2 separate regions of the Mus musculus genome follow, and region 1 is linked to region 2. Evidence: chromatin contacts called from public Hi-C data. All regions are on one chromosome and are shown on one strand. Each heading gives the region's core, a stretch centred on a gene start, on an enhancer-like site or on the middle of the called end of the contact. The rest is flanking DNA. Distances are from core to core; before and after follow the strand shown. Region 1 overlaps Usp24 (ubiquitin specific peptidase 24). Region 2 has its middle 4.5 kb from the start of Gm12724.

Region 1 (3,766 bases), core at 308-2,807, 150 kb after region 2:
GACTTCTACTCTGTCCCACGAACTATTCTACCTCATGGTGCCTCATTTCATGGACATCTTTTAACTCTTAATGTTACCTACGAGTCTACCAAAGATACCTTCACTGTAGAGGTAAGTTTGCATTAATATCTACACCTATTTTCATAAGAACGATGTTGGTGGAGATAAATGATGGTTCCCAATGATACCTGATAAATAAATGGAAAATAAAGACTGAGATCTCTGGGAGCAAGCATGAGGACCTGCTTGGATCGCTAGCACCCAGGTGACACGCTGGGCATGGTAGTATGTACTTACAATCCTAGGGCTGGGGACAGGGTCCAGGGAGATTGATAGAGGTTATTTAGCCATTCAGTGAACTCTAGGTTCAATGAGTGTCTCAAAAAGTAAGGTGGAGAACAGTAGAAAAAGGCACTTGACATCAGTCTCTGGTTTTCACACTCATGAATACATATACTCATACAACACCCACATACAAACATAAAATAAAGTAAGCCTGAAAGGAAAGGAAAGCTTGGAATATAAACAGATATAAAAACACAGTGCCAAGTGAAGATGTGTGTTCTAAAGAGTAAGTAATAGTAAAGGATAATAAGTGGGTTGAAGGTGATGATATTCATGAAATATCTTGGATCAAGATGGACCCCTGAGATGGCTCATGTTCAAGCAGGGATTTGAAAAGCAACAGAGCAATCGCTTTTATTAGTACAGTCTTTTCAGATAGAGAGCAGCAGGTATAAAAGCCCACAAGGTGGCTCTTGAGAGAGGGTGGGGATAGACGTGACTTCCAGGGAATGGCATAAAGCACTTAGCACTGTATAGGGGACCACCCAAGAGCGGGAGCTCTTGAGAAGGCTGCTGTCTTCCTAGTTTGCAGCAAAGGGTCCAGCACATCGCAGCTGCTGAGCAAAGGGTCCAGCACATAGCAGATGCTGAGCAAAGGGTCCAGCACATCGCAGATGCTGAGCAAAGGGTCCAGCACATAGCAGATGCTGAGCAAAGGGTCCAGCACATAGCAGATGCTGAGCAAAGGGTCCAGCACATCGCAGATGCTGAGCAAAGGGTCCAGCACATCGCAGATGCTGAGCAAAGGGTCCAGCACATCGCAGATGCTGAGCAAAGGGTCCAGCACACAGCAGATGCTGAGCAAAGGGTCCAGCACATCGCAGATGCTGAGCAAAGGGTCCGGCACATAGCAGATGCTGAGCAAAGGGTCCAGCACATCGCAGATGCTGAGCAAAGGGTCCAGCACATAGCAGATGCTGAGCAAAGGGTCCAGCACATAGCAGCTGCTGAGCAAAGGGTCCAGCACACAGCAGATGCTGAGCAAAGGGTCCGGCACATAGCAGCTGCTGAGCAAAGGGTCCGGCACATAGCAGCTGCTGAACAAAGGGTCCAGCACACAGCAGATGCTGAGCAAAAGGCTGGAGGGAAGACCCGGCAGTTCCGAGCACTGACTGCTCTCCAGAGAGCGATGAGTGCAGCAAGCACATGAGTTCACTCACACCAGTGTTGCACTTTATTTTCTAGGCTCACAGTAATGAGACGATAGGCAGCGTCCGCTGGAAGATAGCCAAACAGCTGTGCTCTCCTGTGGACAACATACAGATATTTACGAACGATAGTCTGGTGGGTTTAAAGAACACTTGTTGGCCTGTTGGCCCAGGTTGAATAGTTCCTCCTCTTGTACTCTCAGTAACTAAGAAACAACCTTTTGCAGCTGACTGTAAATAAAGATCAAAAGCTCCTCCACCAACTGGGGTTCTCTGATGAACAAGTTCTTACCGTGAAGACTTCTGGCAGTGGGACCCCCTCGGGGAGCTCTGCAGATTCCTCCACCAGCTCCAGCAGCAGCAGCAGTGGGGCCTTCAGTTCGTCCTACGCCATGGAACAGGTAGGAAAAGGGATTTACAGCTGCTGCCTTTCTGCCTTCAGCCTGTACAGCTTTGAGTGATCACAAAGATCTGGATAAAGAAGCTGTGTAATTGAGAACTTACTTGGAGCAGAAAAGATACAGTTTCCCAGTCTTAGTCTTGGGATGTCCTCCTGTCTGACCTCCTGTCTGACCTCCTGCTGACCTCCTGCTGACCTCCTGTCTGACCTCCTGCTGACCTCCTGTCTGACCTCCTGTCTGACCTCCTGCTGACCTCCTGTCTGACCTCCTGCTGACCTCCTGCTGACCTCCTGTCTGACCTCCTGCTGACCTCTCATAAGTCTTTCTCCCTGGATCTGCTGTTGTTTATCTCTCCACTGGGTCCTCCTTCAGTACTCAGATGTGCTGTGCTCTCTTAGTGCTTTAGAGGCAGGGAAGGTAGAGCATTGAGAAAAGTGCTCCTCATACAGCCATGAGAAGCTGAGTTCAGTCCCTAGCATCTGCATAAAAAGTAGGGAATGGTGGTACATGTTTATATCCCTGTCACTTGGAAAGTAGAGATAGGCAGTGACCTTCACTCCGTTCTGTAGTCACCCCCAAACTTTGTACAAGTACTGTTTGTAAGTTTGGTTAGAAAAAGAAAATTCCTTTGCTAGTATATATTTATGTTTAATGTTTTTCCCTCAGGAGAAATCTCTCCCTGGTGTGGTGATGGCACTTGTATGTAATGTGTTTGACATGCTGTACCAACTTGCCAACCTGGAGGAGCCAAGGTAAAGGCATGGATTTGTGAGGCTTGAAAGCAAGTTATTAAAGTTAATGAGCCAAGCAAATCTTACTTGAAATATATATTTCATTATATATCTAAAATATATATCTAATATATATACACACACACACACACACACACACACACACATATATATATATATATGTATATATATACTAAATTTATTTCATAGTAGTACATAAATTTATACTAGAAGACCATATAGCTTATATGAAAGAAATTAAAGAAACTTACTTTATTTTTGAAATTTTCTCAGGATAACTCTACGAGTGCGGAAGCTTCTGCTCTTGATACCCACTGACCCAGCCATTCAGGAAGCCCTTGACCAGCTGGATTCTTTAGGCAGAAAGGTATTCATGTTTTTAATAGTTGCTTACCTAGCTTGAACTTTTGTGACATGACTCATTGAAACATTACCTGAATCCTATGAAGGTCATTATGATATCATCTTTCTATAATACTTTCTCTTTTTTGAAAAATACCCTTGCCATAAGCTAAAACCAGATCCTTGTGTTACTTTGTAAAAAGTCCAAACAGATCCAATTATGAGATTGTCTTCTCTGTGCTCCTGGTATAAAAGGGGAGGCTGACGCCCAAAGAGACATACTTTCTATTCAGGGGTCAGGCAGTCCTGATGCATTGAGATGCTTGCCTTCTCGATGCTGAGAGGGCCTCCACAGGCATCAGGCTATGGAGTAAAGCACTAAGAGGTGAGAATGAAAACTTGGATTAATTTCATCAACCCGTGTTAGACCCCAGGAAGTCTGATGCCAGGTGATTTATTGCCAACAAAATTAAACAGTCTAATTTGGAAAAAAAAAAAACGTTTCCTGGTGTAATATAATCTCCCAGTGCACAAAGAAATGTAATTACACTGAAACTCAACTCAGGATACCTGTCATTTCCTCCAAGAAGATGGGTTCTTGAGAGACGCTACCTGTACTAGCTAAGGGCCTAAGGAAGGATCTGGTCTGGCTTTGGTCATATAGATAGTGGAGGACTATTAGTTACCTCTGGTTCTAGTTATGGGAGCGTGGGCGAGTCTGTGGGTATGCAGATAACGTAAGAGTCGTTTAGACTGAAGGTTTTACATGCCCATTCCT
Region 2 (3,554 bases), core at 596-3,095:
AGACAATTTCAATTTCTCGAGTTAGTTTGTTCCAATAGATCAATGAAGAGCTTTTCTTAGAACTGGACAATGGTAAAAAGTTTTCATTAGTTGACAAAAGGATTGGTAAATTTTTCATAAAAATTAGAATATTTTAAAGTGTAGGTGAAGAATATGTTCCTATACAATGTCTTTTTTATTTATTTATTTTATTTTTTAATCTTTATTTTTGAGGTGGGGTCTCTCTATGTAGCCTTAATTATCCTGGAACTCTCTATGTAGATCAGGTTAGCCTGGAACTCAATAGAGATTTTCCTACTTCTGCCTCCCAAGTGCGAGGATTAAAGGTGTGTACCACCATTCCTGGCAATATCTGCCTTTTCAAAGACAGTGTGTGTGTGTGTGTGTGTGTGTGTGTGTGTGTGTGTGTGTGTGTGTGTTTGAGTATGTACATGAGGGTGGGTGTGTGCATGTGTGTGTGTGTCTGTGTTTGAATGTGTGTTTGTGTGTGTGTTTGAGTGTGTACATGAGGGTGAATGGGTGAGTGGGGGGGTGCATGTGTGTGAGTGTGTACCTGTGTGTGAGTGTGTGCATGTTGGGTGAATGTGTGTGTGTAGGCTTATGTGAATGTGTAGGCATGTGTGCATGTGTGTAGATGTGTGTGCATTGTGTAAGTGTGTGCCTGTGTGTGAGTGTGTGCCTGTGTGTGTAGGTGTGTGTGCATGTGGGTAAGTGTGTGCTTATATGTGAGTGTGTACATGTGTGAATGTGTGTATGTGGAGCCAGAGAGCTCAACAGTAGGTATATTCTATCACCATAAAATCTTTTTAATTGAAAATGTTTCATACAATGTATTTTCCCACATTCCAACTCCTTACAGATACCCACCTCCCTACCCACCTACCTTCATGTTCTTTCTCTCTCAAAACAAAACAAACAAACCCACACAAAAATCACAGAGTTCATTTTGTGTTGGCCAACTTCTCCTGAGCGTGGGGCTTGCCCTGAACTGTGGTTGATGTGTCCCTCCACTGGAGAGAACCAATCTGTCTTCCCCCATCACTTACCCCTTGCAAACAGCTTCTTGGCCAGTCGTGGTGCTTTGTGCCCACTTCTCCTTCCTTAGGCTGGGATTTTGTCTGGGTCGAACATGTGAGGGTCTTGTGCGTGCTGGCACAGTCTCCATGGGTTCATATGCTCATCGACTGTGCCATTTCTGGACAATGCTATTACCCTGGAGTCTCCATTCCACCTTATTTTTTCAGGCAGGGTCTCCCTTTGAACCAGGAGCTCTAATTTTGGTTAGGCTGCCAGGCCAGAGAACACCCTTCCCTCCAGCTCCTGCGTCAGCCCTCACGAGATGCTGGGATTACAGCTGCCTGCCCTCATGCCTGATTTTTGGGTGACTTTGGGGTTCTGAATTTAGGTCCTCATGCTTATGAAGTAGGCACTCTAACCACTGAGCCATCCTGCTGGCCCCATTTCATATTCTAAACATGAAAAGTGTGTGTGTGTGTGTGTGTGTGTGTGTGTGCATGTGATGTGCCTGTGTCACTGGTTCAAGGTGTAAAACATTTTTTCTCACTGTAGGCTACAGTAAAAAGTGTTTGAAGTTGGTAACTTGGCAAGTGTTAGCTTAAGACCTCATCCCCGAAGCCTGCAGGCTGCCAGTGGGTCTCCAAGACACAAATAAATGGATCCCTTCAAGGGCTGAAATCAACAGAGCTTCTTGCTCCTCTCCTCACAGCTGAGTGTGGCTAGGGCCCAGAAGAAAACTGGCACTGTTTGTCTAGGGGGTGTACTGAGAACAAAGAGGCAGTTTGTCCCAGGGCCTGCCGATCCGGCCTCCTTCACAGGCACTAAATTCATTCAGTATCACTGCCCTGCAGGCTGCCCCGCTGGCCTGGTGGGCCTGCCAGCCTCTTCCACAAGGAGTTAGTGTCAGATCTGGGCAGCTCTCTCTGCCTGATGCAACGGACATTCAGCTAGCCTGTGAGAATCGGAAACAGAGGCCCCTGTCACTTGAAAGATAACATCCTCCTCCACGCTCCACGAGGAGGACCCAGGAAGTCAACAGCTCTCCAGATGTGAGGCAGTGTGAGAAGGGCGCTGGTGTTCCGCCTCTCTCCCTCCCAATCTCTTCCCCTCATCTCTTGTTACTAAATGGAGTCTCTGGCTTTCCCAGAGTCCACTTCCTCTAAGCCATGTGAGGGAAAGAAGGGAAGGCGAACTATTATGTTAAGAGTTCCAAGTCAATCAGGCTTCTGGGGTGAGTGCTTACCTGCTGAGCTATCTCACTGTCTTCCCCAGATCCCCGTTTCAGTGCAGATAAGGAAAATGAGACATAGGAAAATCCCCCACTCAAGCCTGTCTGGCTCCAAGTTCAAAACCCACTAAGGCACTAAGGAGAGAGACAGTACATAAAACTTGAATAACTCTAGAACAGTCTTGGGCATGGGCAACACGGCCACTAGTGTGTCACAGGATGAGAACCAAGAGGCAGTTGAATAGGAATGCAGGCAGTATGAGTCTGAGCTGAAGGGCAGTGATGGGGTCACCGGTAAGAGCACCTCTTTATGTCATGCAGATCCAGGTACCATCGCCGTAGAAATGGACTTTACTTGGTAGAGGAAGTTTAGTTGCATAGCAACACTTGAGCTGAAGTAGCTCCCGTAACACACACACAGTCAGTCTACCCCCACTCAACCTCTCATTAGAGTGCTTCCTTTGTTGGCTGAATCAGTGTAGACACAATGCCATCACCCAAACTCTGGAGCACACATGAGGACTCATTCTTCATAACGTACGTACACTTAGGTGTGGCAAGTATAGTAAGCTGTGGCTACCATTGTAGCGATACATGAGATTGTTTCCCTGCCCTAAAAAATGCCTTTTGGTTCCTCTATTCATCTTTTCTTCTCTTCCTATATCCCAATCCCTAGAAGCCGTTTTTCTTCTGTCTTCATGGTTTTCTCTTCTCCAAAGAGTCCATAGCATTGGGCTCAGGTATCACATAGTCTTCATGGATTACCCACACCCCATATGTTAACCTTTATAAAAATATATGCAGGGCTGGTGATGTGGTTCAGCAGATAAAGGCACTTGCCACTAAGACCGACAAACTGTGTTCAATCCCCAGGACCCACTTGGTGGAAGGATGGAAGGAGAAAACTGATACCCACAAGTTATCCTCTGGCCTTTACAGGTGTACGCACCTACACACACACACACACGCACACGCACACACACACACACACAGAGTAAATAAGTAATTGTAATAAAAACCCTAAAAATATGACCAAGCAATGGTGGCTCATGCCTTTAACCCCAGCACTTGGGAGGCAGAGGCAGGCGGATTTCTGAGTTCGAGGCCAGCCTTGTCTACAGAGTGAGCTCCAGGACAGCCAAGACTACACAGAGAAACCCTGCCTTGAAATACATATAGATGATGCCTCCTTCTGAGATGATGGAGTAGACATTCTGTTCCTTATTATTCTGCATTCTTTCTAGCAAAACTGAAAATCAAAGTCAAACCTCTCTCACCCTCTGCTCCCCTTCTCTCTGTGCATAGAGGT

Evidence for each region. Hi-C and Micro-C count contacts between places; a contact is called where the count stands out from the background.
Region 1: a contact with region 2 is called in a Hi-C map of cortical glia, with 4 times the contacts expected there. The contact joins two enhancer-like sites. A contact is called at or near these places in 6 of 39 promoter capture datasets (the 3T3-L1 cell line, the C10 cell line, embryonic stem cells and 3 more), 10 of 15 datasets of contacts at CTCF or cohesin (CD8 T cells, the G1E-ER4 cell line, the NIH/3T3 cell line and 4 more), 246 of 484 Hi-C or Micro-C datasets (the 3T3-L1 cell line, 3T3-L1-derived adipocytes, the 63-12 cell line and 132 more), 38 of 115 datasets of contacts at active chromatin or transcription factors (the 230-238 cell line, the HPC-7 cell line, the NIH/3T3 cell line and 30 more) and 4 of 9 other capture datasets (adipose tissue, embryonic stem cells, embryonic tail and 1 more).

What each region holds. Positions count from the first base shown.
Region 1 is chr4:106,377,509-106,381,274 of GRCm38.p6, forward strand. It overlaps Usp24 (ubiquitin specific peptidase 24), which reads left to right. Exons shown (of 68, transcript NM_183225.2): 26 at 1-111; 27 at 1,531-1,629; 28 at 1,721-1,894; 29 at 2,561-2,646; 30 at 2,920-3,013. Among named protein-coding and RNA genes, the nearest start is that of Gm40218, 55 kb to the left of the region's middle. Within about 2 kb of position 1,558, at least 18 of the 459 cell types and tissues checked have an H3K27ac peak or open chromatin away from gene starts, as enhancers often do. A contact at or near this core is called in cortical glia and neural stem cells, where this site is marked.
Region 2 is chr4:106,230,821-106,234,374 of GRCm38.p6, forward strand. No RefSeq gene overlaps it. Among named protein-coding and RNA genes, the nearest start is that of Gm12724, 4.5 kb to the right of the region's middle. Within about 2 kb of position 1,846, at least 86 of the 459 cell types and tissues checked have an H3K27ac peak or open chromatin away from gene starts, as enhancers often do. A contact at or near this core is called in cortical glia and neural stem cells, where this site is marked.